Linked DNA regions of Rattus norvegicus: region 2 is linked to region 1. A link is a contact called in public Hi-C data. All regions are on one chromosome and are shown on one strand. Each heading gives the region's core, a stretch centred on a gene start, on an enhancer-like site or on the middle of the called end of the contact. The rest is flanking DNA. Distances are from core to core; before and after follow the strand shown.

What was found. Hi-C and Micro-C count contacts between places; a contact is called where the count stands out from the background.
Region 2: a contact with region 1 is called in a Hi-C map of frontal cortex, with 2.8 times the contacts expected there. The contact joins two enhancer-like sites. A contact is called at or near these places in 11 of 12 Hi-C or Micro-C datasets (the A7r5 cell line, the Rat2 cell line, Schwann cells and 7 more).

The regions. Positions count from the first base shown.
Region 1 is chr10:17,335,552-17,338,251 of GRCr8, reverse strand. No RefSeq gene overlaps it. Among named protein-coding and RNA genes, the nearest start is that of Neurl1b, 48 kb to the right of the region's middle. Within about 2 kb of position 1,306, at least 12 of the 93 cell types and tissues checked have an H3K27ac peak or open chromatin away from gene starts, as enhancers often do.
Region 2 is chr10:17,391,312-17,394,179 of GRCr8, reverse strand. No RefSeq gene overlaps it. Among named protein-coding and RNA genes, the nearest start is that of Sh3pxd2b, 30 kb to the left of the region's middle. Within about 2 kb of position 1,254, at least 12 of the 93 cell types and tissues checked have an H3K27ac peak or open chromatin away from gene starts, as enhancers often do.

The DNA of each region.
Region 1 (2,700 bases), core at 57-2,556:
GCTAGACTCATCCCCCTTTCTTTCCCTTGCCCTCCTCTGGCAGAGAACACAGTAAGAGCTTGCACTAGGTGCTTGGCTGGGCCAAAGGAAGTCAACTTAAATCAACTGGCTGCCTCTACCTGCAGGCCCAAGGGCTACCTGAGGAGAACCTTTACCCACAAGCTAGTCCTTCTCTCCACCTGTCAGCATGGCCTGAGACAGGGGCATGAGGGTCAGGGTGGGTGTTTAGGGTTGGACTTGCTCTGCATTCCCAGCATCCATGAGGCTCTGCCAAATCAGAGGTAAAATGACACACAGAAACCATGGGCTAAGTCACCAGACTTCCAAGCCTTGTGAACCCTGTTCTGAGGGTGCTCCTTCCTCCCGGTAGGACACCTCCTGTGTGACAGGAACACAGAAGCCAGAAGGGCTGGCTGGTGACTTTGCCCAAGACCGATGCCTTCAGGAGTGTTGGGAGGCTTTATCTGATGCTTCAGAGAGACAGTGAATGTCAGCTCAGAGTGACACCTATCCAAATACAACCCAGCTTGGGAGGTATGATCCTGTGGCCTGGGATTAGGTTGATGGCCATCCAGAGAAGAAGGCCCTTGACTAAGCCTCGGAGGAGTCGAAAGCATGAAGATGTTCCCACACAACTTCGTCATCCAGGGTCCCATTAGAGCGTGCATTTTCAGAGACCGGAGATGCTGAGCTCAAAGACACACAGCCCCAGCTATCTGCACTGACGACAGGGCTGCTACCTCCTAGCCATGGAAACCATCGAGTGTGTCTCACAAGGCCTCCAAGAGAGCCAGCGTTCAGAAGCTACACTGACTTGCCGGTGAGCGGCCGAGTAGACCACAGGCGAGCAGCCTCTGTAGGCTGAGAACACCAGAAACCTTCACTCCTTAACAGAAAGCCTTCTTCTTTTAAAATCACAACTGTACATGCTACAGGCTCATTTCCAGATCCTACAGCTCAGGAGACAGTGTGTGCTCCCTTCCCCTCTGTGGTTGGCAGGGCCCACGATGTTTCTGCTTCCTCGGGGCCCCTAGGACGGATGGTTGCATGACAACAGAACACTACCCATCACCAGCTTAGACTGGGGCTCCCAGCTACTTGCTCTCCCCAAGGAAAGAGAGCAGAGGAACGCTTGGAGAATCTGCTAGTGGGCAGGGAGAGGCAAGGAGACAGACAAGGGAGACCCTGCTCCAGAGTCCTACTACTTCCTCCAGGTCTGCAATGTCCTTCGATGTGGACAGGGCACCCTGTTGCTCATGTGACCGAGACTCCAGGGACTTTCTGTTGCTGACACTGGAGATATGGGGACATAGCCCTGAATTGATAGCCCTGGCTGGACTGTTTCTCTTTCAGGCTCTGGGGCGGTGGGGGCAGGAGGCTGAGCACAGCGCCTAGCTGGAGTCGGCTTGGCATCTGGTCTGATCCAGCTGTTGATTTTGGCTCCGTATCCAAGACTCCTGAGCCCTAATTATTCACCGTCTTGGGAGCCTGGCAGGAAGCCTGAGAAGGGAGAAGCTGGGTCGGTTCACATCTGATAAAGAGACAGAGGCGGCAGAGCGGGACCCAGAGGCCTGGATGAAAGGAGCTGAGTCTTCTGCCTGTTGTTGGTTTGACTGAGATAGAATCTGCATACAATAAAATTCACAGTTTGGATAAAACCACCCATAAACCCATAACCCATAAAACCACACCACAATCAAGATGCAAAACATTTCCAGTAAAGTTTGCTCCTGCCTGGATCCGCTGGCTCCCACCTGCCCGCCCTTCCCACACACCGCCTCCCTGCTTGGAACTTTACTGAATGGGCTGGGTAGCTGGGACCAGCGATTGTGCCAGAGGATTGTCACGGGACCTCTGGGAGACGTCTGAGTTGTTTACGGATCTGAAGTCTGTTCCTTCTCATCGTTGAGTTGTATTCCGCTTGCATGGGTGTGATTAATCCGTTCATTTATCAATAACGTTCTAGGTTATTTAGGTAAACATGAATTCCCCCTTCTCTCTGGTAGATAGCAGGGAGCAGAGTCACTGGGGTTCATAAGCACGTGCTTAGTCGTATAAACCAGGGCATGCAGGTTTCTTTCTCCTCAGTAGCATTGAGTGTGGTGGAAGTTAGGACATCCTCAGGGGCCCTGAGCTATGCACAACAGTATCTCACTGTGGGTTCTGTGCATGCTTCTCTGGTAATTAAAATTGTTGAACACCTTTTAATAAGTTGGTGCCTTTTACATGATTTTGAACTCAAGACTCACGAGTCCTGAATGAGGTATTCAGCCTTTCCCGGAAGAGATTGTAGACACCCCTGCGGACATCTCATGTCCTGGATGACATGAGTAAACTGCATAGGACACTCACTTAAAAGGAACACAGAAACATCTTGTGGGAGATTCTGGAAGCCCACCTAGACCCAGCAGGCCCCTCACAGGTCTTTCTTCAGAACATTTCAGACAGGTCCCTGTGGAAAACGTGTCTCACACACTGCTGTGACTCTCGGTCATTCTCCAGGATGCCTTTCCAGGCACCAGACTCCCAAGGCCTTTCTGTGTAACTCTGGGTGGGTTAACCTCGGCCCTGTTGTGTCACATATCTCACCGTGAGGATCAGCCATCTCTAGCGAGTCCGCTTCCCTGATGCTGGGTATTGAGGGTGGCCGTGCTGTGTTTCGCCAGTAGAGTGGTCCAGTGAAGATGCTTGACTTGGTCT
Region 2 (2,868 bases), core at 5-2,504, 56 kb before region 1:
CTTTAGGGGTGTGTCATACCCTTAGGGCACCTTTCTTGTCACCAGGGTCTGCTTCTCTTTAATGCTACTTACTCATCTCCTTAACAGTCACACCCAATCCTCCTTCCCTGAAACTTTTTTTTTTTTTTTTCGGAGCTGAGGATCGAACCCAGGGCCTTGCGCTTGCTAGGCCCTTCCCTGAAACTTAATCTTACCTGCACATCCTTTTAACCAAACATCATCTTCTCTTTCGGGTACACCTTTTTCTCTCTCACTGGGGGCCTCAGTGAGAGCTGTAAGCAATGACCTTGCCACAGCCTGAATGATCTCCTGAATGGTCTCCTGTCTGGAGATTTCCTCTGCCAGACACAGCAGCCTGTTCTCCTTAAATAAAACCCCACTCATGTTCTCAGGACGTAGGCAGAATGCAGTCAGAATACCACACAATGTCCCTCAACTCACTTCCTGAGAGAGCCTTTCCCCCAAAGCCTTGCTGGCTCTCTACTGTTCACGTTTCTCTGCATCCTTGTCTTTCAGGCTCCTATCAAAATGTCTCCATTAGTCTGTGCTTACGGTGTCCCAGGGACTTTCTAGGATAACATTCTAGGCTTTTCCATATGTCTCCCACAAACCAATTCAAAAGATCTAAGAACCACACGGTTGGGTTTCTCACAGCAGCACCAGCACCTCCTGATGTCCACTTTCCCATCCTGCCCCAGGTACCAATTTTCAATACTAGTCACTGTTGCTGTAACAACCGGGTACAAGCAACTTAAGGAACAGTTTACTATGGCTCATAGCTCTATGGAGTACAGTCCATCATGGTGGGAAGGTACGGTGGCAGAAGAGGAGGTGGTCATATTGTATAGACATTCTGGAAGCAGAGAGAGCTTGTGCTCAGCCGCCTTTCTGTTTATGTAGTCCAGGATTCCAGAACGGAATTGTTCTCCCATCATTCAACGCGGCTCTCCCATCAGATCCAGGACCGCTCGTGGCTCCAGGTCAGCTCTTGCCACATCTTTGTCCTCCCTCACGTGGCATAGGAATCTCTCCTGGCATGCAAGAAGCTACCCGAGGGCAGTGAGATGCCTTCTACAGTCCCGCCAGAGTGCCACTGTGTCTGAACTGACCCCCGGCAATTACACGGATCTGAGTGCGGCCCTACAAATAGACATTTAACAAACATTTGGTTGTGCAAAGGCATGGTGATGTTGGAGGTGCTGACGATACTGGAGTAGCCTTGCACATACCTGCAGTGACCTGCAGAGGGCGCGCTGGAGACCGCCTGCCTGGTAGTCATAAACAGCTGAGAGAGGGCCCCAAGGTGGCACCACTGTCTTTACAATAAGAGCTGAGCTTACTATTTTCTTATACTCTAGATCCTCCACCCTGCAGTGTGGTTCGAGGCTCTCAGCAGATGCCTTAGCCCTCCTACCCTCCAGCACTGCGGGCCGAATCAGTTCTACAGTTCATCCATCCCCCAGTCTCAGGACAGAAAGGTGCTTTGTGATGTTAAATGGTCTCATGGATGGGAGGTGCTTGCTTGAGATTGCCTGGTGTTGTTACCTATGGGAAGCAGAGCTAGCGTCCTTTCCCACAGGGCAGTGTGGGGAGGGGAGGGCTTGCTGTCCCCAGTTTAGGCTTCTAACCCATGCCTGTGAAGGGAACGTTTGGTGCAGATCATCTATTCCCTGCATGAGCTCCTGGTGTGAGAGTTGATTGACAGATTGCTATGTCTGAGGATTGGTGACAGTGTCCTGAGTCCATTGTCTCAGTTTCCAGACAGTTCCAGACAAAACCAAACGCAGCTGCTTTCAGAGGCACACAGGAGAGAGACGGGCTGCTATTTTAAGACAGCCACCGAGCTCTTTTTCGCAGCCCTAGAAGCAGCAGAGCAGACCACAGGGAGGCGGGGAGGGGGTGAGTCACAAAGGATCAGGGGGGGGGGGCTTTGGAGGTGGAGCAGAGGAGGCCCGCCTAGGCTGATGGACAGACAGTTCAGGGTACACCAGCGCCTGCCCATGTCCTTTAGGGGATGCCTCCATGCCACTGGTGGGGAAACTGAGGCAGGGATGTTTACAAGCAGGGAGTGTGTGGAGCAGATCCTCAGGTACCCAAGTTATGACTCCATCTCCACAGCTTAACCGGTCAATAAAAGGCTGGAGCCTGTGATTGGGCAGGGGAGGGACGAGGGTAGGACTGGAGGTTTGAGAAGGGAGTTGCAGGTAGAGAGAGAGAAAGGAGGAGAGGAAGACTGAGGAGGAGGAAGCCACCATAGACCAGAACCGTGTGGGCAGGAGAAACGTCGAGTAATGGGGGTGTTGTAGCTGGGGATTGAGTGAGGACAGCCCTAGCCCTGCCCAATCCAGGCATAGGATCATCAATAAAATATCTGGATTGCGCGTCTTTTATACAGGCTTGTTAGGATTGTAAATCATTACTTCAGAAGGCTTTCCTCTGTAAGTGACAGGGGATTATGTTGGAAAAAGAAAAGCGAATTGTAGACACATGTATACATACAGCAGGTATTTAAAAAAACAAAAACTATGGCTGAGGAACCCGAGTTTGAACACCTAGAACCCGTGTCCAAAAGTCAGGCGTGGTGGCTGATACTGTCAAAGCTGGGCAATCAGACTGGAAGATCCCTGGAGCTCAGACAGACAGACAGACAGCCTGCTCAGTGAGACTATGTTAACAAAAAAGGTGGTGTCTGAGGAATGACATCCAAGGCTGTCCTCTGGCTTCTACATATGTAAGCACAAACACAAACACACACCCACGCTCGCACGCATGCACGCATGTCACCTACACACCTATGTGCCTCCTCCCCCTCCATGCCCACAAGACATACAAACAAGACAAAAAGTGAAACACAGATCTCTGATCCAG